Linked DNA regions of Mus musculus: all the other regions are linked to region 4. The links are chromatin contacts, called in public ChIA-PET and Hi-C maps. All regions are on one chromosome and are shown on one strand. The core of a region is the stretch at or near the end of the contact, and the rest is flanking DNA. Distances in the headings are between cores, read along the strand shown.

The links. A called contact is a pair of places that touch in the nucleus more often than the background predicts. ChIA-PET counts read pairs in DNA pulled down with a chosen protein or histone mark.
Region 1: a contact with region 4 is called in an RNA polymerase II ChIA-PET map of memory CD8 T cells, with 22 read pairs. The contact joins two enhancer-like sites. A contact is called at or near these places in 2 of 484 Hi-C or Micro-C datasets (embryonic stem cells and large pre-B cells) and 1 of 115 datasets of contacts at active chromatin or transcription factors (memory CD8 T cells).
Region 2: a contact with region 4 is called in an RNA polymerase II ChIA-PET map of memory CD8 T cells, with 7 read pairs. The contact joins the promoter of Arfip1 here to the enhancer-like site in region 4. A contact is called at or near these places in 2 of 39 promoter capture datasets (the C10 cell line and pre-B cells), 2 of 115 datasets of contacts at active chromatin or transcription factors (bone marrow-derived macrophages and memory CD8 T cells) and 1 of 9 other capture datasets (liver).
Region 3: a Hi-C map of the N1E-115 cell line shows a contact between it and region 4, with 7 times the contacts expected there. The contact joins two enhancer-like sites. A contact is called at or near these places in 8 of 39 promoter capture datasets (the C10 cell line, HPC-7-derived erythroid cells, cranial neural crest and 4 more), 4 of 15 datasets of contacts at CTCF or cohesin (embryonic stem cells, large pre-B cells, pro-B cells and 1 more), 26 of 484 Hi-C or Micro-C datasets (B cells, the Ba/F3 cell line, CD8 T cells and 14 more), 6 of 115 datasets of contacts at active chromatin or transcription factors (the 230-238 cell line, embryonic stem cells, fibro-adipogenic progenitors and 2 more) and 3 of 9 other capture datasets (adipose tissue, liver and macrophages).

Annotation. Positions count from the first base shown.
Region 1 is chr3:84,333,976-84,340,088 of GRCm38.p6, reverse strand. No RefSeq gene overlaps it. Among named protein-coding and RNA genes, the nearest start is that of 4930565D16Rik, 43 kb to the left of the region's middle. Within about 2 kb of position 2,333, at least 79 of the 459 cell types and tissues checked have an H3K27ac peak or open chromatin away from gene starts, as enhancers often do. A contact at or near this core is called in memory CD8 T cells, where this site is marked.
Region 2 is chr3:84,580,143-84,586,689 of GRCm38.p6, reverse strand. It overlaps Arfip1 (ADP-ribosylation factor interacting protein 1), which reads left to right and starts at 4,065. Exons shown (of 9, transcript NM_001081093.2): 1 at 4,065-4,276. It overlaps Gm35410 (predicted gene, 35410), which reads right to left and starts at 4,275. Exons shown (of 1, transcript NR_164319.1): 1 at 2,074-4,275.
Region 3 is chr3:84,310,946-84,317,595 of GRCm38.p6, reverse strand. No RefSeq gene overlaps it. Among named protein-coding and RNA genes, the nearest start is that of Trim2, 54 kb to the right of the region's middle. Within about 2 kb of position 4,390, at least 84 of the 459 cell types and tissues checked have an H3K27ac peak or open chromatin away from gene starts, as enhancers often do. A contact at or near this core is called in CD8 T cells, the N1E-115 cell line, adipose tissue and 1 more, where this site is marked.
Region 4 is chr3:83,788,073-83,794,125 of GRCm38.p6, reverse strand. It overlaps the pseudogene Gm7115. Among named protein-coding and RNA genes, the nearest start is that of Sfrp2, 25 kb to the right of the region's middle. Within about 2 kb of position 4,170, at least 133 of the 459 cell types and tissues checked have an H3K27ac peak or open chromatin away from gene starts, as enhancers often do. A contact at or near this core is called in CD8 T cells, the N1E-115 cell line, adipose tissue and 2 more, where this site is marked.

The DNA.
Region 1 (6,113 bases), core at 1,084-3,583, 550 kb before region 4:
GTGTAACTTTACTCCTAGCTCTTTCTCTCACACCCACCACCATCCCCTCCAGAGCTGCACAAGCTGCGTTCTGGTGCTTTTGTTCGGTAAGTTCTTGTTTTGTTGATGTTTGAGTGTCTCATTGTGTGGCTCAGGTTAACCTGGAATTCACTATGTAACCAAAGGGTGGTCTTGAACTTGCGATCTTCCTGACTTGGCTGGGATGCTGGGGCTATAGGAAAATGCACTAGGCATTAATTATTATTATTATTATTATTGTTGTTGTTGTTGTTATTATTATTATTATTGTTGTATTGTGTGTGTATTATTGTATTGTGTGTGTATTGTGCGCACTCACATGTGGTATAGAAAATAGGAATCATGAGGAGATCCACAACTTTGTGGACTCAGTGCTCTTCTTTACCTTTATATGGGTCCCAGGGGTCAAACTCAGGTCCCCAAGCTGGCCCTGCAAACACCTTTACGTACTAAATCATCTCATTGGTCCCTACTCAAAAAAAAAGTGGCCCTGATGTCCTGGAACTTGCTTGGTAAACCAGGATGGCCTTGAACTCCAGAGGTGGAATCTGAGGGCTGGCATTAAAGGCGTGTACCATCACTGCCTGGCAAACAAAACAAAACAAAGCAAAACAAAAACAAAAACATCAAACCAAACAAACAACAAAAAAAGGCAACTTTTTAAGAAGTGCGGTCAGTCATCTTTGAGATAGACTAACCTTGCATTCCTGTGCTCAGCTGACCTTCCTACCTGAGGCGTTGCAGTGCCAGGTCTCCTGCTGCACTACCACTGTGCCTGGTGTCTCAGTTAGGATTTCCACCCCCTATGATAAAACACCATCCCTAAAAGCAGCCTGGGAGAAAGTGATGATTCGTCTTACACTACCACAGCACAGCCCACTGGGCAAAGCCAGGGCAGGAGCTCAAAGAGGGCAGGAGCCTGGAGGCAGGCAGGAGCTGATCAGAAGCAATGGCCGATTACTGCTTGCTGGCTTCCTCCCCATGGCTTGCTCAGCCTGATTACTTATAGAACCCAGGACCACCTGCCTAGGGATGGCACCACCCACGGTGGGCTGGACCCTCCCCCACTACTCCTTAAAAAGAAACTGCTCCACAGGCTTGCCTACAGCCTGGTCCTGGTTTCTCAATTGAGGTTCCCTCAGATGACCCCAGCTGTGTCAAACTGATGTGAATCTAGCTAGCACACCTGGCTAGTTTTGACTTTTTTTTCCACGGAGCCTCCATGGACAGACACCCTTACTGTGACTTAACATGGGAAGGAGGGACCCAGAATAGAAGGACATTGTAGCAGCAAGCCTGTACTTAAACCTGTGAAATTAATTTTTTATTAAAAATGACAGCAAACAAAACAGATAAGCGTTACACACACACACACACACACACACACACACACACACGAATGGAAAAGCACAAGGATCCACACACCTCAGGAGGCAGAACAGCCATGTTAATGGGGGCACCAGCCAGCGGCTCTCCAGCTCTGCTCCTCCGGCACGCATGGCTCCCCAGACCTCAAGAAGGATTTGCAGGACCTGTCCTTAGGAGGTGGGAGCCACGGCTCAGGTGAAAGTCAGCCTGTCCTAGCCGCAAGGACCAGTCTTCTCAAGGGATTTCTGATGAATAATTTAACTTCATAAAGTGACTTCTCCACAGAGCCTCCACGGACAGATACCCTTGCAAAGACTGTGATTTAATGCGGGAAGGAGGGACCCAGAATAGAAGGACATTGTAACAGAAGGCATGGGATCACCTGCCTAATCATCGGATCGTTCCTCCTGCCCAAATAACCAGAGCGGGGTCCTTTGAGTCCATAGGTCATCTTTGGGTCTCTCAGGTGATGGGGTCCACTTCCGGAAGATCTTTGTCTGATTAGTAAGCAGAGCCCAGGTCATTTCAGGGCCTCTGTGTCTATGACAGGAGGCCCAAAGTACATAGATTTGAGGCTCTCTCCCTGTGGTGGCCCTATGTTGCAGGTGCTAGGGCTACCAGACTTGTGTCACCCCCAAGGCTGTCACTTAGTCCTGTGAGGATGAAGCCTGGATAAGACCAGATTTTTAAAATTCCCAAGCAAAGCGAAGGACCCGGATGGCAATGTAACTCTAATTCAGGCAACTGTCTCAAAAATGGAAAGAAAGCGCAGCACATCTCGGCAGAGGCAAAAGGCAAAGGAGCCAGGCCGCACCCATTTCCCCCCCCCCCCCCCCCCCCCCGCTGGAGAAAAACAAAACCCGGGGCAGCTGAAGTGGGTGGGGCTGTGGGAAGAGACAGAGGCGGAAGAGGAAGGAGGAGCCCTGCCTATATCCCCGGCTTCCTGGGCCTCCTGTAGGTGAGCAGAGCAGAGAGTAAAGCTAGCGGGGGACTCAGCATTCACCCACCTTTCCCAACAGTCTGGATGTATGCTCTGGAAGGTCGTCACACGGACTGGTTCTGGCAGCAACACGTCATGGACCTCAGCAGCCACTTCCTTAGCTCAGTCTTGCTATAGAACCCTCACCTTACATACGGGTGAACTGAAACACAGAGAGATTGAGTCACTTGCCCAGGTCACACAGCCAATGGCAAAGCTGGAGTTTATGTTCAGGAAATGGGACCCCAGATGTTATGTATGCTCCTTAGCACCAAGTCTGAGAAAAACAGGACTCTCTGCTTTGAAGGTTACCGGTGAGAGTCCTGGAGAAAGAGGAACCAGAAGGATGCAAAGAGATGTAACATGTCCTGATTTTTTTAAACAAACAAACAAACAAACAAAATTATACTAAAATATGTTAGTACAAGCCGGACAGTGATGGCTCATGCCTTTAGTTTCAATACCGGAGAGGCAGAGGCAGGCAGATCTCTGTGAGTTCAAGGCCAGCCTGGACAACCAGGGCTAGACAATGAAACTTTGTCTCAAAAAAAAAAAACAAAACAAAACAAAACAAAACAAAAAAACCAAAACCAAACAAACAATGTATGTATATGTTTGTGTGTGTTTATATATGTTACTGCATAGAGACCATAGACAATGGTTTAGTGGCATACTGCCTACCTGCCTTACTAAGCAGAGGCCCCCAAGTATGATCTGCTTCCCTCTGCATTTCCTCCTTACCCGCACAGACATATATATTCACATCCACAGGATCCATAAGTACCATGTCATACAGATGGTGACCTCTAAAACTTTATGTAAACGGCACGATGCTATGTGACCCTCAGAAACATCTGCTGCTGTCTTCTTAACCTTGTGTCTCCGAGACTGAGAAAGTGCTCTCTGCTGACGCACAAGGATCATGTGCATTTATTTTATTTTATTTTATTTTATTTTATTTTTTTTGTAGCTGTGGAATGTTTTGTTCTTGCTTTTTTTGAGATGAGGGAGTCTCTTTTTATTGCTCAGAATGCTTCCTAACTCGAGAGCACAAACGATCGGCCCTGGCCTCCGCTTCCGGAGGACAAGCTGGCACTGTGCGCTAGGTACTCAGCCCCTGCCTTCCAGTCATCTTTCCAGTTCCTTAGCGCAAGGGGTGGAGCCCGGGGCCTTGTGCAAGCAAGCTTGGCAAGCATTGGACTGCTGAGCTTCTCACACCCTGGCCGTATTATTGGAGCATAATATCTAATCAAGAAGGCCCACAGATCTGCAAAGTTCCAGTTCAAGGAATATATGGAGTGCTTACACGTGTATTACCATCTCACAGCCTAAGGGAAATGACCAGGGCTGGAGATGCGGCTCAGCTGGTAGAGCGCTTTCCTAGACTCACAGAGCCCTTGGGTCAGTCTTCCAGCATTGCACAAACTGGGCTTTTTCACAGTGCATGCTTGTAATCCCAGAACTCGGGAGGCAGAGGCAGGAGGATAGGAAGTTCACTGTCTCCCTGAGGGACTAGAAGTTATGTTTCCTGATAGGTAGACAGATAAGAAGAAGGGCCATGACTAGGAAATAAAGGTGGTGAACTTCCAAGATGGCTGGCTTCTTCCTCATGCTCCTGACCTGAGACAAAAAAGCCTGAAGGCTTAAAACAAAGGACTGGTGGGCTCTCCTCTCCAGCCCCCTGCCTGTGGACTTGTTTACAAAAGCTGTGGATGGTTCATCTCCCCTGCTTTTGTTCTAAAGGACCAACCCTAATCTAGAGGAGGAGGACCTCCTTGAAGATCCTAAAGACCCCAGCCTTTCCAGGAGAGATGGACTTGGCTTCCTGAGCCCCCCTGCTCTACAGAGGGTGTGTGTGTGTGTGTGTGTGTGTGTGTGTGTGTGTGTGTTGGAGGCCAGCCTGGACTAACTACTACAGGAGATGTAAAAAACAAAAACCGAAAATAGATAAATAAATAAATGAACAAACAAATAAACAAATAAATGTAGATTTAGTCCTAAATTCTAAAACAACTGCAGTTCTGATGAGATGGATATTAGCCAACAGTGTAACACCAGGATTTAGAAACCTCTCTCCTGGCCATTTATTTTCATTGCAAAACAGTACGAGCGGATTGCGACTTGTTCACCTTCTTTGCTGGAGAGCGTTTGTGTCGTTTGCCCTGTCTTTACACAGGGGTATGCACTCACACCCACGGCTCACTGAGGGTGGATTTGCCATTTCCAGCCTAGTGCAGCTTTACAGCTTTAACCTGTGGGTCAACCAGATCGCAGCTCTGCCTGTATAGCAGGATGTGAAAGTTGCTCTCCCCCACAGCCTCACAGGGCTTAGAATCCAAGTGTCTCCTAATCTACACAGTGAGAACCCCCCCCCCCCCCACCACCACCACCGTGATTTAAATTTGCATGTCACTGCTTCCAAATGAGACATCTCACTAGGGGGTTTTCAGGGATCCTCTTTTCTGAATCCATTAATTATGTCTTTGTCAAGTTTTTTTTCTTTTCCTATTGGGTTGTTGCCATGTTTACTGATTTTAAGGACTCCTGTATATACTAGACGCTTTTCCTGGATCAGCTTTTTATTGGGGCGGGGCACTTTGTTTTAATTTTCAAAAGAGGGGGGAAATTCGCTTAATAAACTAGAGGGCGCTGAGTGCGATGTAAATTTCTAGCGAGATCTAGAACGGATGGGAAAGTGGATGACTTGTGGCAACTGAGCATGGAGTTATGATCGTTGGGAGGAGCCTAGGTTACAGAAAACCAGTCACGCCGGACTTGTCTCGGAAAGGCTTCAGTTGCGGGCCACCACCTTTTGGGCGACACGCATGAATGATGAGCGCACTGTGCCCGCACGTACATTTCATGAAGCCCTGGAGACCGGTTACCTCCTTCATGGTGCAGAGCTCAGCAGCGACTGTGGAGGATCCCTGGGCCATAGAGCAGGGAGAGCAGGGATGTTTGTGGAGGGGTTTCTGCGAGTCCGTAACCTTGGCCTTGCCGTAAGGGAGATGCTGAACTGTAGACATGGGATAAAAATCAGTTACAACTGTGTCCTATGAATCCCGCAAGAATTTTCTGGAGACTTATATATACTTGGGCTGGGTACTGACCCATTCAACAAACTCATTGGTTTCTCTAAGAGGGGACAGAGGGGACATGGAAATCCTGTGTAAGTGTCTTGAAAGTGAATTTGGAGAATAACATCTGTACCCTAAATTTAACCTAAATGCAAATTCCCAAGGACACGTCAAAAGGGTCCAATTCATCACCTTGTCTGCCCCTCCCTGTCACCAAAATCCTCACTAGGGAGGATGTGAGAGAGACAGCCAGCCATATGAGGCTCGGGAGAAGCTGGGGCACCGTGGCAGCGTGCAGTGGAGCAGTGGCAGGCAGACTGGTCTGGCCAGTGTGCGGCCTGAGGAGCATCTGCGTTCAAGGCCAGCAGGAGCTGGGGAGCTGGAGCTGGGCCCCGCTGCTTCCAGACTCACTCGCTGTTGCCTAAATGCTCCTGGAACCCTAAACCCATACTGAAACCCAACCGCAAGGTGGCGCTATTGAAGTAACCCTTGGGAGCTGAGTGGGTAGAGTGGTACCTCCCCACCCCCTCCCCGCCCCCACGTACAAAGGGATTGGTGACCCTATCAAAGACAAGGGGTGTTTCGCTTATGCCACAGCAGGACACAGGAGGAAGTATGACTGTCCAAACCAGGAAGCAGCTCTCACCAGAGACCAGATATACTTTTACCTT
Region 2 (6,547 bases), core at 2,816-5,315, 790 kb before region 4:
GGAGCCAATGAAGTGGCTTGAAGCTAAAGTACTTGCCATACAAGCCTGGTAACATGAGTTATCTTTGTTTTGTTTTGTTTTTTTTGGAATAGGGGAAACAGAGATGAAGAGTCAGCAGTGTAAGGCAGACCAACTGGGGTTCAAACTAGGGGCTGCCGGAAAAAGGTGGCAAAAATGAATTCTTATGGGGAGAACAGGAATGGGTTTGTGATGGAAGCCAGGGCTGAGCTCAGAGCCATGATGAGTAGGAGCGTGGTGGTGAGGTGTAGGAGAGGTCTGAGACCATCTCTGCAGAGAAGACAAGACAGCCGGCGTGTCCAAGACACAATTACAGGGCTAGGAACATGCCAAGCAGATCTGTGTAATCACACCATCATCTTCCTGGCAGGATGGATGGTGTCGGCTAAATGAGCACTCCCACTCCACATACACAAGAGTGCTGATTTGGTTGATGAGTTATGCAACAGAAAACAATATTGGGGCCAGACCCTGGTGAGTCTTGCATATCGGGGCAGGAGGTCAAATTTATTCAGAATGCTACCAAAGCCAACTGGAGGTCCAGAGGGAGAAAGTTAGAGTCATATGAGAAGGTCCCTCTGTTATCAACAATAACAGATGATATAATGAGATAATGAATGAATTAATGAATGAATGACTTAGCGCCTGTGCTTAAAGCCTTCATACTACAAAGCTCACACAGTGTACTTTATACATAATGGGAGTGAAACTGTACACATACATACTAGAAAGCTTTCAAAAGTATAGCACCTTTACTTGTTTGTTTTCGAGACAGTTTCTCTGTATAGCAGCTCTGGTTGTACTGGAACTCACTCTGTAGACCAGGATGGCCTTGAACTCAGAAATCTGCCTGCCTCTGCCTCCCAAGTGCTGGGATTAAAGGCGTGCGCCACCACCGCCTCGCACCTTTACTTTTTACTGTCTATCTGGGAGCTGCTGTTGCTGCTGCTGCTTCTTCCTCCTCCTCCTTTTCTTCTCCCTCTCTTCCTCCCCCCTCCTCCTTCCTCTTCTTCTTCTAACTTTTATTGATTCTTTGTGAATTTCGAATCAGGCACTCCAATCCCACTCATCTCCCTGTACCTCCATCTGCCCTCCACACTTGCAGCCTCCCCCACAAACAAAACAAAACAAAACAAAACAAAACTCTAAAATGGAAGCTGAGGTATGCCACGGTGTTTACCCTTCTGCCCAAACAACTTTCCTGGCAAATATTCATTACAATGAGTCATTAATCTGGTTAGAGGCCTCTGGCTTCAGCTACTCTATCAATACTGGATCTCGCCCTCTCCCAGGACTCCTCTTAGATATCCTGTTGTTGCCCTGTGTCATGGAGATCCTGCAGCTTTGAATCTGCAGGGCCAGCCCTTTCACAAAGTCCAATAATTCATAGATGGAGTAGATGTTGAGGTGGGCCAACTCAAAGCCCTGGATCTGTAGCTGAGTGGCTGGGTTGTCAGTCTGCCAGCTCTCCTGAGCCCACACCACCAGGGCCAGCTTTCTCACTTTGCCCAGATGAGGGACAGGACTGGCTTGAAAAGCACTGGCTGCTCTTTTTTGTTTTGTTTTGTTTGTTTGTTTTTGTTTTGCAGTTGTTGTTTTTGGAGACAGGGTTTCTAAGTGTAGCTCCAGCTATCCTGGAATTCTATAGCTGGTCTCGAACGAAGGTCTGGTTGCCTGGGATTAAAGGCATGTGCCACCAACTGGCTCATCTGGGAACTTAATATCTTTGTTTACTGAAGATTACACTGTGATTAGTAACCTCAATATCTGTCCATGAAGAGAAACCTACTGATGAAGAGTGCTGGAAATTTTGACACATTATCAGAATTCCCATAGACAAGATATGGATGTAGCACCAGCCGAGAACCTGTGGCTTATCTCCTTCCCTTCCTGATGATAAAATGAAAGGCAGGCAGTCTACTAATGTCCTCTACAACTCCAGGGAATAAAGAGTATATAACTTTGCAAAAGGTGAATACATTATCTCCATGTCATGATTATATGTGACAGCAAATTCTTTTCTCTTACCTCTCTGATCATATATATCAACCGGGAGGAATAGGAATCTTTTATTCTTTCTAAGCAGAATGGACAGACAGAATTCTTTGGGGGCAAAAAGGGACAAAATTGTATTAGAAAAAAAGGAGAGAAAGAAGACAGGAAGAAAAAAGAAGGAAGAAAAAAGAAGGAAAGGAAAATAAATTTTCATTTAAGTAGAAATAGGTTTAAACGTTTGGTATAAAAAATTGATCTCAAGTAACACACACACACACACACACACACACACACACACACGAGTGAAAAATTTCCCCAAATCCAAAGAACACAAGCCTCTGCTTCCTTCAGTCCAAATGATGTACAGAAGTATTTTGCAATTCTTCATCACCAACAGAAGCAGATTTCAGTGTTTCTAAAGGTGGGCCTACATTTGCATTTCTCTTGGGGCAAAAGAAATCTTGGGAGAAATAAATTAATCCCATCATAGTCTTGCTCACCACAATATTATGGATAAGGATAATCATGCAGAATACCAGAACCTCACTGGACTGATCGATCAGTTACTTAAAATAGACAACTAATAGCATCTTTATCAAAGAAAATTAGCATTAGTTCCAAGTCCATCAGAACCATCATAAAAACTATCAGCAATTCCTAGAGAAAGTATACAACTTAAGAACAAATAGATAATAAAAGAAGCCAAGTATCCCCAAATTTAAAGAAACACCACCAGGCATCCTCAAGGAGACACCCAGTTTTGTTATGTACTAGCTGTCCACACCATTCATACACAACCGGGCATTGCAAGACATGTTTTCCAAGTCACCCTTCAGAAGCCCTGTACATGATGACACTTGCACTTAGCTACAAGTCTTATTCAGTTCTTACAGAACGAGAGCAAGAGTTACACTAGACAGGGGCCCCTTTCTAATAATGGAGAAGACTAATGGGTTTCAACTCAAGAGGATGGTTTTGAGTAGGAAAATTCACAATACATTGCAGAATAATTACAGTTTGAGAGAATTGGTACCCACCCACCACTCCCTTTATAGCTCAATTTCAGAACAGAAAAGCCCTTTATACAAGATTTATGTTTGGGCATGTCAGCACTGTTTTTGTTGATGTTTTGTTTGAGTTGATGTGCTAGCAATCTAAGACAATACCGTTATTTAGGTTTGAAATATGTGTAGTGCATTATGTAAATGTATGTAGTGTTACTATTAACCAGACTGAGGAAGACACAGTACAAGGATATTTAAACTCATTATCTAACACCGCTGGGAATAGGGAAGATTCTCGCAGGTACCCCCAAAGTCTGGTAGGAAACGACCAAGAAGAGCTCTGGGAGAAGGGACAGTTGAACTGTTTCTGTGGACGGGGCGTCAGCGATCTACTTAAGAGGGGATGAGCAAGAAGGCAGAGTTCGGTTGCCGGCAAAAGAGGAGCAGCGAAGAAAAGTACTATGAGCCCACTGTCAGAGAGCAAGCACAGAAACAGAGCTACCACCGCACGTTCACGGTTGCCGGTCTTGGTGCACAGACTGGTAAGAGTGCGGTGATCGCGGAGAGCTAGCGAGAAACCTAAGAAAGCGAGGGCCGGGCTTCCGTGCTGCCAGCGCCGGTACACTCATCTTCGCTCCATCCCTTCCGCATCCCGTTCTTCTCTCCGGTGGTTGACAAACTTTCGGCTCCGCGGTGGTGAGCTACGGCCACCTCCACCCTCCAGACACGGAGTACGCGTGTGGGAAAAGGGTAGAGGATGTCTGGCTGGAGGGCTGCACTTCGCAAACTATGGACTGTTCCTCTACGCTGCAACCCGGTTACCCCGGCAACGGTCCGTGCGGATTCCCGGATGTAGTTCACAGGGCCGCGGCCCGGGGCGGAGTCGGGAGGACCCAGCCCCCTGGGAGACGCGCGCGCACCATAGAGACGTGGCGGGGCCCGGGCTTGGCTTCTAGAGAGAGGCTGTCCGGGGCCTAAGACCCCGCACTTCCGGTCTGCTCGCTTCCGGCTTCGCGGGTAGGGTGCAAGCGCCGGAGACCGGGTTGAGAGGTCGCGGGTGCAAGTGTCCTCGGCGGTTGGTTGCCCGGAGCCTGTGACAGCTGTAGCTGCTCCCCGCCCCCGAGGCGTGGGGGAGGAGACGAAGGAAAAGCTCCCGGTTGCGCTTCCGGTCCCTTCTCCCTCTGGCCGACGTGATTCCCGAGGGCTGCGACCGGGAGAGCCCGCGACGGAGCGCTGCCGGCTTCCCCGCTGACAGACAGGTGAGGGCGGAGCCGCGGCGGAAAGGAAGGGGTTGGGGTGGCGTGCTTCCCGACAGATGGATGTGTCGCCTGCGGCTACTCTCATCAAACTTGCTCCTGGGCACTTCCATCCCTGGGAGCAGCCAAGTCCGCCCCTTGGTCCCTCCTGTCCCTCTGAGTCTGAGTGTGTTCTGGAGTGAAGGGGGGCAGCACTGGCCCCTGGGGCGGCTCCGCTCGGCAGTGGGAAGAGTTGGCAGGGTCTGGGGCTTTCTGGACTCTGTCCGAGTGGGCCGCCTTTCCCCCTGCTCTTCCCTGAGTGTCCTGCTTCCTCTCTCCTGCTGTGAGAGGAAGGGAGGTAGCAATCTCTTGGAGAGATTGCCTGACACCGGTGCCGAGGGAGGCGCCCTGCCTGAAATGTCCCAAGCCTGAGGGCGTCCAAGGAATGCTGGAGTTTGGAGGAGGAAATTGTGGCCCTGCCTTCTGGTGCGTTCCTTATTGCCAAGTTAACTACTCTTTACGTGTCTAGGAAAGGAAGCGTCTCTCTCTCTCTCTCTCTCTCTCTCTCTCTCTCTCTCTCTCTCTCTCTGTGTGTGTGTGTGTGTGTGTGTTAAGTGCTTAGATTCTAGACTTTCTCCCCTGTTATTGCTTCCTTGGCTTTGTTCTTGTTTTCCTCTTGAACCCTCTGATCTCAAAAAGTTTATATTTTACACTTCCTGCAGATCCTTTAAGTCACCCTTTCAGGATTTCTGTGCGTCCCTCCTTTATTTTTTCCTGAACTATCCTTTCTTGGTTCTTATCTGATCAGGGGGGCGGAGGACGAATGAAAAAATCGCAGGGCTTTTCATCAACGTGTTGCTTTCACAACTGCGAAGGTGTGTTCACACTTGCCATTTGATTAACTTGATTGCTAAAGAAAGGTGCACCAGATTGATGGCGGTTGGTCAGTTCTCTGGAGGCTGCAGGAATGGCTTGTATTTCATTGCTGCTCTTTCAGAGCAAGCGTTGCAGCAATGTACACTTTTCTTGTATTTGTTCTATTTTTATTTGCTTTTAATTTTCGTTTTTGTTTTTCTTGTTCACCGTGACCAACGCTTCCTTCTAACTCCAAAGTTTAACAGTATATAGGAAAACAGCATATTTCCACTATGATTTTCTGAATAAAAGGCTTTGCCTGAGCTATTTTGTTTCCTGCTTGACAAGATGTTACTTTTCTTGGATTATGCTTGCTTTAATCCTGGGTTGGGGTCTCAGTCCAGGAATCAGGGGTTTTTCTATCTCTACCCTGAAATGATGTGCAAAGTTTGTATGTGTGTGTTCTGGGGAAATGCATTCTTCTTATCAAATTCTTAAAAGACGTGGAATGTGCAGCATGATTAAGAAGTACTGGTCTAGTGTCTTGTTGAAGCTAAAGGAAACAGTTTATTCACGGAGCTGCTGTTTCCCCAAGTTACACATGGTTTACTCGGGTGTTATGCAGAGCAGAGTGCAGGGATTTCAGCCTGGTCCTGAAATCTCACTACTTCAAAACTGCCGCATTTCTACATTCCTTTCTGGACCTATAGAAGGAACCAAGTTAGTTCCTGGTTGGTGGTTTTGAGGTTTCTTTTTAGGGAAAGCTGGCTGTGCCCATTGCTTTGCCAATACAGAGAATTTCTAAGCTGGTGTGTTTATTACTATTTAATGCATACTAAATATCCCCAGCCCACTGGGTACAACTCAGAGTAAAGCATTGGAATGACGGCTGTCCTTTGCTTTCATTATCTTGCTTTTATCGGGAGCTGTCTGCCTTGGGCTTCCCTAAGGAAGGGCAGAAATGTTTTCTGTAGTCCATATGGCGTCAGCATTTTTGACACACCTTCTCTTTATTCTGTATTATGCATGCTATTTATTGTTTCTTTCTTGTAAGTGAGGATCTTTCTAAGCTTTATGTAAGTCTTGGAGCACATATTTACTTACTGATTTGGTTTTAAAGTGTTTGGAGGTTGAAATTGTAACATTTTGAAGCTCATTTCATACAGTGTTACCTGCACAGCTCATAATAAGTTACCTAAAGTAACTAATTTCTTCTCTTCACAAAAATCATGATTTTCCCCTCAGTGTAGCATCCTCACTTGGCAGAGCAGTCAGTGCTAAGGTAGTTGCTTATAAGATAAAAGCAGATTTAGAAGCTAGATTCTGTGTAGCCCCACAGTGACAGGTACATTTATTTGCTTGCTATGTACGTGGTGCCAAGTGCTTTTCACTGTTAACTCATCCTCCTAGCAACCGTCTAAGGATGCTCCCTCCTCCCCA
Region 3 (6,650 bases), core at 3,141-5,640, 520 kb before region 4:
TGTACTTGCCACAGTCTTCAGTGGCATGCCCACGGTTGCTCCCACATTTCAACAAGGGTCCTTTCTATTATGACCCACAGTGAGAATGAAGCAACTTCATATTTAAATCTGACCTGTGGTTTCTACCCAGCCTTTGACAATTTAAATAAAATGACAATAAAAGATGCACACAGCCTTTATATTTACAATAAGCCTTACACGGCACAAGAGCTGGGCAGATGCCTACCCTCTATGCCATTAGAATCTACTTTCCTATATATTATTTACTGTGCTTCATCTGGGCTGCTCTAAATCCAGTTGGCCAGCCCTCAGGGCCACACTGTTATGGCTCACCTGACCCATGGAGGCTTCTCTTCCTCCTCAACCTTCTTTCTCATGGTTCCCCTCCAACCTCTGAGCCTTGGAATTCTAAACCTCACCTATCTCTCTTCTGGCTATTGGCATTTTTATCTACCAATCAGAAATAACTTGGGGACAGGGCCACAGGTCTACGTGCAGACTCCAAGTCTTGAGAGGCCACACTTAGCACTACAACAGACAGGAAGACCAAACCTCAACAACTCTCAGCTGATCCTTGGAGAAATAACTTGTGTGTTTTATCCTATGTGGATCGGGAGTATACAAACTTGAGGAGTGGGGTGGGATTTAGGGGCAAGTTTTTCTTATTGGCTCAGTTTGAGGAGATAGTGACGCTCTGTTTGCATTGGGAAGGACTCGAGGTAATTTCTTATGTGACTGACTGCCCACGGTCCTCTCAATGGGGTGTCATGGTTACATGTTCCAGAGCAGGTTCAGAAATGTATAGGGAGCGGCTCAAGTCCTGCCCATCTCAACTCTCTGAGATTCCTGGGGTCCGAGCTCACTCAACCTGACCAGTTCTTCTATCTGAGGCAGGGCCCACTTGCCCTATACAAACCAAGTCTCCTGAGCTTCCCTGCACCACAGGCGCTGCTCACCAAGTCCACGGAGAGTGATAGGACTCCGCTGGAGGTAGAGATCATACGGGTCCTTCTCCCTTTCTGCATCGTTCCCAAGGGAGGAACGGGAAGGGAGTGACCGAATTCGTCCCTATTCTGGAAAGGACTCCAACCGAGTCTGGAGTCTTGGGGTTGGGCCTGAGGCTTGCCCCACGTGACTGAGAGACTCACTTTTCTTATTTACAAAAATCAAAGGCTTAAGCTATGTGACCAGTGGCATCCATCTCTGTAACCTAAATGTCATTGAAGGTTCTGAGTGGTTCTTCTGGACCCGTTCGTTTGTGCTGTTGAGTTTATTTGCAAACCCTCTGCCATGTTCCCCAGACCCCACTCGGTGTTTCTTATCCCTCTGCGATGCCAAAGGAAGTTAAAGATCTCAGGAAGCAAGATGGGCCTTCTATCACAGTTTCCTACGCAATCTCAGCACCTCAGATCCCACAACCTGCCGGTCTATAAAGGGCCCAGGATGAAAATTCAGGAGCTATATTGTAACAAGAAGTAACTGAAGTGCTTGAAAGCTGTGCTCAGGGGAACAGCATGACTCTGCTGTGTGGGGGATGTATTGGGGTCTGTGTGTCTCAGCCTAGACTCATGGTCTAAAAGACAGGGAACCAAGACAGCCCTGCTCGGCCAGGTAGCCCGTGTGTACAGTGATGTACAGTAGGCACCCTTCCATGGGTCTCCCTCCTAATCCTGGGAAGGGGTGACTCTGCTGGGAGAGGGGAGGCAGAACCACGCTTGCCTGAGATACCTCTTCATCAGAAAGGATGCCCAAAGCACGTACCCATATGCAGGTAGCCTTTTCCCAATGCCCTGGTGTCTTTAAAGGAGACTCACTTCATTTAATACTTTAGGTTCCTTAGGCCAAGAGATACCCATGCAGATAATACTCCAGAACTCGAAAGCTCTTTAGGTAATTGCATCTAAAAATATCCTCTGGACAGGCATGCCGAATTAAATGTGTAATACAGTGAGAGCAGCCCTAAGAAACCCAGCAGCCCAGCAGCAAAGCTTTGGCAAACTGGGTGACCTGATTATTTGTCTGTTTCTGGGTCTTTATCATGTGCTATAATGCATTATCTCTGCTGACCAAAGCTGCTGTCTTCTGCTTTGGTACAAGGAGTGTGTGGGGGCTGGGGGGGGGGGTGGCACTTAGCCCCACCTAAGCTGCCTCTGGGGAGACTGGAGTACTACTGCTTGCTGCAAGAAAGAAACACAGAACTAAGACACTGTTGATAGCAGAATCTTCAAACCCAGTAAGTAAACAAGAGGCTTGAGTTTCCTGGCATGAGAGTGCTCCTCTTGGGAGATCTTGCTGTCTTTGCATTACTGGGTGTTTGCTGTTTCTTAAAAGATGGACCGTGAAAGCCATCTGATTAAACTTGGGTGGGGCTACTTGAGTGGATGAGGTGTGTCTTCATTGGTAAACAAAAATAAACTTTAAAAAAGGAAGCCGGGCCCCGTGCCGGGACAAGCTAGGGTGGAATCTCCATCAAACAGGATTTGTGTCAGGCTCAAGCTGGCCCTCTGCCTGCCATTCTGGGAAGAAATTCATGCAGATTGGAGTGCTGAGTCTTCAGACATCAGGGTGGAATCCCCATGCCAGGCATACAGTATCTTTGAAACAAGTAACCATATGCTTTCAAGTATCTGACTTCATTTTATATTCAGCTCACTTGCATGCAGGCATGCACACGCTGGGGTTGACTGAGCACGTCTGTGGCAGGCTGCAGCCGGATCATGAAGATAGGGGAGGCAGCGCTTGAATGTTAAGTTTCTTTTGAGTTTTGTGACTATACTTCTCTCTGCTCAGTTTGGACCGCTGAGTTAGCTGCTTTTGTTCTTGGCTGCTACACTGTGGCCAGATGATTTTTTTGAGCATCCTGGAGAACTAGTGCCCTCTTGTGGACAATGCACTAATCTCAGATTCAGTACATGTCAGATTTCCTAAAGGGCCTTATATTTAAATATTCTTGGCAGAGAACACAGAAGGAAGTTTGATGTTCTCTGAACGCAGAGAACAAACTTTTATGTTAAGAAAAATGACTTGATTTGGAACTTTGGGTCAGGGAGTCTATTACTTAATAGTGTTTCCTAAGAAGTTATAGCTTTATATTATAGTCCACCCCCCAACCCCGTGTGTGTGTGTGTGTGTGTGTGTGTGTGTGTGTGTGTGTGTGTGTGTGTGTGTGTTGGATGTAAAGCCCTTATCTGGCATGCTTTATTTGTAGCACTCAGGAGGCAGAGACAGGCTGATCTCTGAGTTTGAGGCCAGACTGGTCTACAGAGTGGATTCCAAGACAGCTAGGACTATAGAGAGAAATACTGTCTCAACAAATGGGGGGGGGGGGGAGGGGAGGGGGAGGGGAAAGGGAGGGGAGGGTGAAAAGGAGGGGAAGAGGGAGACCTTTCCATAAAGACAGCTGGCTCTTTTGAATCTCTATAGGGTAAGCACTTGCTGTAAATGCCAAGCCATACTGCTGTTTTAGGTATTCACACATGTTACAAAACACCCCAGGCAATCTCCTTCACAGCCCTAACAGCTCCTGGTCAAAGATGAAGTGTGTCTCTCACAGTCTTCCCAGAGGGAACGCCTCAGGAGCGAGGCTCCATGTTAAGTGTTGGACACTTAGTAAGGACCTGGTAGGTGTCTGCTCTCCTCAGGTTTATTGGTGACCTTTTCAGCTCGCAGGTCACCAGACCCAACAGTCACCATGCTAAGTTCTTGGCTGGACTCTAGAAGTGGATAAGAGTGGCGGGAAGCAAATGAGGTCGCAGAGTCTGGTTCACTGTAAGAGACAACCTAGAAATCCCCCAATGTAGGATGCTGCGAGTAATCACACAGCAAGTGCGCCGAGCAACATCACTAGTAAAGAGCTAGAGACCCCTCTCCTGCCAGGGTCGTCTTCAAGCTGCCACTTTCCTCTGGCAGGGGTCTCTCCTGACGCAGACTGCAGGCCACTTCCTTGTTTCTCGATCATTTTGTCGCCCGCATGTGCAAGCCTTATCTATAGTTCAGCTTGTACCACTCCATTTCGTGTAACTTCACACTGTATCTTTCCAGTTGGTTCCTTTCCAGCCCTGCCCTTTCTGTGTTTTGTTTTGTTTTGTTTTGTTTTGTTTTGTTTTGTTTTGTTTTAAAACTGTGATTTGGACCCAGGGCCACACACATGTTAGGAAAGTACTGTACCACCCCGGTATATCTCCGATCCCTCTGTCACTTTTTATTCTGAGACAGGGTCTCTCCAAGTTGCCCAAGAAGGTCTTAGAAATTCCTTAAAGAACCCAGAGAACAACTCAGTGACCCACAGGGGTCACTGGTCAGTTTCTTAGTGTCTTGGTCTTCCTCCGTATTTCATCATTTCCTGCACCTCAGGGGTTGGAACAGATGCATGCTTGATCCCTATACAGGACACTAGATGGCGCCATATCCTTCCACTCGTAGCACATCAAGCTAATTGTCTCTGAAGCCATCAACTGTTGATGCTGGAAGGCTAGATTCATTATTTATTCCCGGGAGGTCTTCAGAACGGTGATATCTGAATTTCGCCATTTGGTGTTTGAGGATATATCTTGGTAATGGTTCATTCATCTAGCATGTGCGAGGCCCTGGGGTCAATTCCCAGCAATAGAGGGAAAAAAGTACTGACTTTAACATTTAAAAAACTCACTCCGTTAAAATTTCACTTGAGGGCTGGTGTGATGGCTCAGGGGTTAAGAACACTGACTGCTCTTCCAGAGGTCCCGAGCTCAATTCCCAGCAACCACATGGTGGCTCAAACCATCTGTAATGGGATCTGATGCCCTCTTCTGGTGTGTCTGAAGACAGCTACAGTGTACTCATATACATAAAATAAACAAATCTTTAAAAGAATTTCCAGTTGATATGCAAAAAATGGTAAAGTTGCTTGTCTTCCTGGGATCCTGTGGGCTCTCGTCCTTTATTTTCCATCATCAGTAGAATAATTATACAAAATGTCACCTCTCACATAGGATATGACTTCGCAGTGGTATGAGTCAGAAGATTCTTGCTCTTACTATGTAGTTTTCAAGAAAATGGATTCATTCCTGTGGGGGTTGGGAGTACAGACACTCCCTGTTGTGTTGGGCTTTTGCCAGTCACTGAATCTGCCTGCACACGGCTGCTCTAAACAGTAGAGCACGTGAAGGTGATGGTGGATGAAACCTACACCTGTGTCCCGTAGAGATATAGATTCTGCTTTGTGTCCTTAGAGGTGGTGCCTGGGGCTGCTTGTGAGAAATCCTGTAACCCAGACAATGCCACTTTAGAAAGCCCACCTGTGGGAAAGATGGTCAGCCATCCCAGGGAGCCTGGGCGTGAGACCTCCCACTGCAGCTCCGTGTACCATGATAAAGCAGACTGGTGAGTCCCACCCCACCATTTGCTCTTCCTGGGGCACAGGTACTGTGGCCATTCCCAGCAGGTCCCACATGAAGTTCTAAAGTGGAATTCATAACCATTTTCATTGCACACAAAATTTGGCAAGACTAGTTACAGGCAATAGTTGGCAGATACCTCCAGGTCACCCTCAGAAGATGACCCATGGGACTGTGACACTCTGAGGGGCTGCAGTTGCTGACAGGCACTCTGTATTTTAATGCTCTGTTCCTTGTTTGGTTAGTGGAGCCTCTGGAGATGGTTTCTGGATCCTTTGGATGTAACTTTGGTAGTCTTTGGTAGCTCACACATATTTGGTGTAATAGAATGGTCCAGCCTCATCTTACGCTGGGATTTAGCCAGTGGTCCAAGGATCTTGTTGTCTTTTGTGGAGAATATTATGATTTGCTTCTATATTCCTCCTCATAGACAAGATAGATAGATGCCCCGTGAATTCACACTGAGAACTGCAGCTCAACTCAGAACTCACATTTGACTTAACCTTCTTGTCCATCTGTCTGCCTGTCTGTCTGTCTGTCTGCATTCCCTTGAACACTGGAAATGACTAACTGGCAGAAGCCATCTAGGAAAGATATGGCAAGTAAGTTTCCTTGAGGTGGCCCACCATTTTGCATGGCTGTGATGCAGACACTCTGGAGAGGCACAGCCCCAGAGACTTCGTCCCAGGGTTGCTTCTTGCTGCTGATATGTCTTTCCTGACACTATTACATAGCCCAACGATTCCTGGGCATCAGCCTATCTGATTGGGCAAATTTCCTGCAGATCAACACAAAGATGAACTTTCATAAATTCATGCTGTTTAGATGAGTTAATGACTTTATAGAATTCCTGACTTGATTCAAATAATTTTAGGAAGAAAGTGTAAGGAGATGGCTTATTTGTTTTGGCAGAAAGATATAATAAAGTCAGAATGAGGAAGAACAGAGTATGCCCCTCCTCATAGAATAGTAAGTAAAAAGTGCATAATAAGGAATGCAATGAGCTTTCACAATTACACCAGGAAGAAAAATAGGCTTCAGACAGATTTATGATCAAGGAAAAGCATTCATTCTAGGTCAGGTCCAAGGATGAAGTCACGGGTGTGCACTCTGATAAAGCAAGGCCATGTGACACTGTTGTTGCTTTGAACTTATAATGAGCTTATAGAATGAAACACCGCTTTGAACTTACTATCAACATCCGACTGTAACTCCCCTTTTGTGTAACACTTTATCTATGAGGTAATTTTACAAAGAACCTTTGTCTAAGAAAGT
Region 4 (6,053 bases), core at 2,921-5,420:
CACAAAGCCAGCTGACTATGCCAACACCCTGGTGTGTGTGTGTGTGTGTGGGGGGATGACTGAGGAGCCCTAGGACTTCTGGGGCAGCCGCACGCCTGTGATTGGTAACAGCAGGTTCAGCTGAGAGTCAATGGACCTCCCCTGTGCTGGCACAATAGGAAGAACAGAGCCCTTGTAGCTTCCAAGCCTAGCAGGCTGTGTAGATCCGGGGTGGATAGGCAGAGTATAGTAACTAGGGTCTTGGCAAATGGGCTTCTGTTGTGTTATTAGCCTTGGCTTACTGGACACAGACCTGTCCACTTGACTCAGAGTGTTGGCGACCAGACACATACCATGCATGGAAGATGAGAAGGTTCCATTCTGTGGAAGCAATCTAACCTCAGAGAAAGGACCTATAGCTGTGTACAGGTCTCGCTCACCCTGAGAAAATGTCCTGCAAGTCAGCTACCAGCACTGTCTGCTGCTCGTGTTCTCTGTTGCAGGAGAGCATCCAAAGTCTCCTGTGGGTATACGTGGACAGTTAGAGGTCATAGCTGTTAGAGACAGAAGGTTCTCCACCCATAATGACAAGAACCCCATAAACATGTAAACAAAGTAAGATAAAGCGACAGACATACAACTGAATGGAAGGATTGGGTGTAAAGTAAGAAACTCTCTGAAAGAATTTACAGAATTGTAAGAATTGCCCTCTTACATAGGGCAGAAAATATAAGACTACTAGAGAATTTTCCCAGGAGGGCTCACATCCAAATAACTGTTTCTAGCAGATGACAAAAAAACTTAAATTAAACAAGAAAGCTGCCAAAGCCTGAAAGTTACTCTTTGAAATACTTACCAAGTAGATGGAAGTATCCTCATTTATCTTTCCTTTGAAATGAAGTCTGCGGGGCCTTTGAAAGGATAACACGAACTGTTACTCCATGACATATTTAGAGGAAGGCATATGCCAAAAATAGCTGCTCCTAATACATCTCCAGGTATGTAGGAAATGCATTCTTATAAAAAGACATCCAGATGACCAAGACACCCAGGATGCATACACTAAGATGGAGAATGTCCCCCAGGTGGGAACGTGTCTTGGGACAGAGGCTCTCCTTTTGTATGCGTCTTCATGAAATGTCTACCTGGAGATTAGTTTCCATTCCCAATCTTTTTCCTTCTGTCCGGTCCATCGCCAGACATCTTTCTCTCTACCATTACTTGTTGGAATCTACCTCTTACCTTTTTTTTTTTTTTAGCCTTGCCAAATTGCACATTTGAGCTTCAGTTTCTTCTCAGTGCTTCATACAAACCTCTACTCAACCTGTAACTCCTACGGTGGACCAACCTGACTCTATGAGGACGTTACCTACTCCCCTCTCCCTCAGACACCTAGTGCAGCGTCTCCAATTTTGCACCATAGACCCATGTCTCACCTATCTAACTGCTGAAAGCAGGGAACCAGAGCCCCATTCTAGATCCCAACCTTTTGCTGACCCTACTTCTAAGTAGGACCTCATACACATGTTCACTCCTTTCCACCCCTTAGGACTGATAACTATCTTCTCATTTATCGATTCATCCATTCAGCAACTAAGTCTTGGCTGTGCTAGGTGCTAGGTTAAGAGATGGCATACACTGGTCAAAGAAGACAGGCAAAGGTCCCTTGTTTCAGAGGAAATGAATGACTACAAAGAAGCCATCAAAACAAGTGCCCAATCTTGCAAGCACTATGAAGAAAATAAACAGAACCTGCCATAGAGAATGAGCAACAGGAGGAAGGCCTTGTCACCCTTGAGCTGGGATGGCTATGAAAGTCTTGAGGACAAGATAGAGAAGGACAGTCCAAAGCTTGCTCCACTCCCAGGGATCTCTACTGCCTCAAAATTTAAGTATGATCCCATTAGAAGCACACAGATCACGACATAGAAAAGGTTCCATGCATTCAGAGAAACTATGCTTCAAACAGTCGCCTATAATATCTTCAGATGGCACACCACACACTCAACAGGTTTGGAGAGGTGCTACTTTTTTCAAAGAGCAACTGAAACACGAACAGGTTTTGTTAGTGTCAGTTCAGAGTCCATCATGGTCGGGAAGAGAAGGTAGCAGGGGCCTGAAGTAGCCAGTCACATCATATCCATAGTCAGACACCAACAGAAGGTGTTGGTTAACTCCATTTTTATACAGCTCAGGGTCCCCTGGACAGGGGATGGTTCCTCTCATAATTCATGTGGGGCTTCCCATATTAATTGACATCGAGATAATCCCCCAAAGGCTCATATGCCAGGGAATTCTGGGTTCTATTTACTAACTCTAACGTCTTTCCAAGTGGCAAAGCCAGAACAATGAACTCAGAAACTACTGACGTCCCCTAACCACATCTGAGCACCTGCTGAGTCCTGGCCATAGGTCATAAAAACTCAAAACCAAGCAGACAAAAGGAGATTGGGCTGCTCTAAAATGCCAGACAGAACATGAGACCGTGCTTAAGTCATGCCTGCCTCCAAGTGTACTTTTGAGGCTATGCAAGTTGCCACATCCTGTAGCTACATGTGGAGAGCTACAGTTTTCACTAAAGTAGAACATGTCAATGCTGGAGACATCTACCCAGGTCTTCTTACCTTCAAACCTCCTCTTCTCAGAAACTTCTCTTTGTTCTTACCATTTCCCCTTCTTTTCTGAGAACTGCTCTCTCTCTTTCTCATATATGTATATTGGAATCCAGAATCTCATACATGCCAGACAGGTGCTCTTCAGAACTTAATCCCCTTCTTATAAGACAGCTTGTTGTCCTAACTGCACCAGACAAAATTCTTGAAAGAAAAAGTTATGACCTCTCTTTCTGCATAAGTGGTTCTTGCCTTTAAAAATTGTTTGAAATCGCTTGTGAGATTTGAGAAGTTTCACATGTACAAAAGGTATTTAAATTGGCTCACTAGACTACAGGGCCGGTGGTTGGTGTTTGCCTGAGAAGGAGGACTGGGAGCTGAGGCCCTAGGTCATGCTGTTTGAGCCTATTTTTCATTTGGTCAGTGAATTATTCACCTAACAAGTCTATACTGAGGACTTGCCATTTGCTAGACTCAGTTCTGGATACTAGGAAGCCAGCAGCCAACAAATATGACCAGGAGCCAGCTCTTTTGAACCTTTGATGCTGATGGAGGTTCTCAGACAATGCACAACCAGACATGCTAAAGGTGATTAGGGGGAAAGAGAACAGGCTGAGGTTTAGAGCTGTGGGGAATTATCATATATAACCTTGTCAGGCCGGGCATTGGTTTTAATCCCAGCACTTGGGAGGCAGAGATAGGCAGATTTCTGAGTTCGAGGCCAGTCTGGTCTACAGAGTGAGTTCCAGGACAGCTAGGACTATACAGAGAAACCCTGTCTCGAGAAAAATAAACAAACAAACAAACAAACAAACAACCTTATCAGTAGCTACTCCAGTCTTTCTTTATGTCCCCAGCTCTGTGAAGTCTAACTGAAAGCAGCAATCAGTTCTCTAAGACCAGCTCAAAGGAACACCCTCCTGCCACGCTCCCAGCTTCTCCTGCTCTTTTCCTTACATCAGGAGCAGTCTTTTGTGGCCAGTCTTCCACTTTCAGTGGGATACTTTTGTCCTTATTTTAAGGATTCAGGCTCCAGAAGAAAAGCCAGTCTCTGATAGTTTCAATATCTCGCCTGTACATATAGTTCTAGTGTGGGCCAGCGCAGAAGAACTGTCCCATGAGCAAACACAAAGATTAGACTGAATTTTCAGTTCCCACCAATAGGAGGCAAGAACTAGCCCGGAGAAACTTCAAGTATCAGCATCATCAACTCCCTGGAGGTAGGCCCCACCACATAGGTTTGAATCCGAACCTTGGGGCAGAGCCCAGCAAGTAACCCTTTAAGGTGACATCTAGTGACTCAGAGCACTCTTAGATTGATTACCTCAAGGCGGAAGGAGAAGGTGGAAGTACAGTGCCTCGCCTCTCTTTTACCCTGAGCCAGTGGGAACTGGTGGGAACAGATAGGGAACAGCCTGGGAGAGAGGATGAAGAGAAGGAAGAAAGCCCGGAGAGAAGGAGGAACGAGAAAGGGGCCATTTCCCAGAAGGTCCGGAGACCCTGCCTCCGTCCGGGGCCGGCTTACATCCCTGTGGGCGGAGTCTTGGAGAACAGACCGCGTCTCGCGCTTGCGGGGCCACATCCTCAGGACTCGTGCGGGGTCCCTGGCTCTCACCCCGCGGGTACCTGCTCGAGCTGCGGGGCTACCTCCAGCACGGCCGCCGCTTTGAGCTCCGCCATGATCGTCGCCGCGTCGGATCCCCGCCGGGAGAGTGTAGCAGAGTCCGCGTTGGAGCCGAGCTGACAGTGGCCGGGCGGGTGGCCTGGCTGTGGCTGCAGTGGTACCTCCTCCGGAGCCCAGGTCACCATGCACTGCGCACCTCCCTAGCGTAGTGAGGGACTCCTCAGTGTGGCATGGGCACGTTCTGCGGGTCCTCCTACATGATGAAAGGTCCTGCGTCCCACCACGCCCTGTACTCTCTGCTGGAACCAGAGGTGACTGGGCTGGAGGAGGGTCCGGAACAGGTAGGAAGAGGGGTGGGGAGTTCAGAACCAATGGATCGGAGTGGGCAAGGGGGCAGTGGTGGGGAAGAGGGAGGGTAAAGGAAGAGTAAAGGGAGAGGGAGAACGGTGTGCTGAGGATAAGGCAAGGGAGGAGGGCGACCAGAGGGCATGAGAAAGGAAGAAGGGCGGAGGAGGGAAGAGAGGAAGAGGAAGGAGAGGAGGAAAGAGTAAGAGGAGGACAGGGACAGCAAGGTAGAAGAGTAGGAGAGGAGGAGGGAAAAAAGGTAGGAAGAGAGGAGGAGAGCACAGAAGAAAGGAAGGGAAGAGGAGGAAGGAAGAGGAGATGAGCAGAAGACTGGAAGAAGCTGAGGGAAGGGGTTGATAGACAGAAGGAAGGAGGGGGAGGCAGAAAGAGGTTTCCTTTTTAGCTCTCTGGTAGAGGGGGTCCATTAGGAGAACAGAGTCTGGTTGGCAGCCCACACGATGAGCTTGGAGCTTTCTTGTTTCCCGGGTCCACTGTTCCTCCACCTTCAGTACTTTCAAAGATAACAAAGCTGAGAAGTCCCGCAGGGAAGAGTATGCAGAACTTTATGGTCCTCAGGGTGGTGCTCCAGGACCTGTAGGGTCTCTTGGGAGACCACTCACAACGTACCTTTGCCCTCTACCTTCAGAGGGCACCTCTCTCCTAACATCAAGTGTAGATTTACTCAAGCATACAATGAAGAAACACCCAGTCAATCATCCAGCCTATAGGATGTGCCTTTACGTCATCACCCACAAGATGTTACTACCGTAGATCAAATGACCAGCTAGATGGTCACATCTCTGCAATCAGGAAACTTACTTCCTAGCAGAGGATAGGGACAGACGCAGGTTCAAGGACCACTTGTGAGGATCAGTGTGCATGCCGGGAGCTTGGCTCTATCAGAAAGGCTACAACAGCTCTCCACTTCTGGACCCTCCCTGAGGTGCTCTGGTACAGGAGATGTTGGCCAGGACATGAGAATTTCTATTTGTAACAGGGTTCCTGGTGATGCTGCCGCTGTTGACTATCTCCAGAGATCTCCCTGGCACGATCAGGGACAGTGCTCTAGCTGGAGGGAAAGAGGATGTGAAGGCCTGGAAATTGTGAATGGAAGTAACCAAAACCAAAACCTTAGCTAACACAGAATGCTTGCGGTGTGCCAGGTGTTACAGCAGGTTGTTCATATTCAACCCCCACCCCCACAGGCATATTCTTGCCGTCTCCATGGAACTAAAGCATGACGGTTCAGAGGCTTGGAAAAGTGGCTGCGGGTATTCCTCGATGGTGCTGCCCTGGCCTATCGTGCCAAGCAAACCCTTGGATTCCATTCCCAGGACTGGGGAAAAGGTTTCTCAACACTTTAAAGCTGGTAGGTTGTACAGTAGGAATTTGAAGCCCCAGAGGCCTGAATCTATTGCCTTGGCTCTTAACCACTCCAGACCATGGTTGTGAAAGTCTAGGTAAGTCATATCAGGCAGCGTGGATCAGGGCCT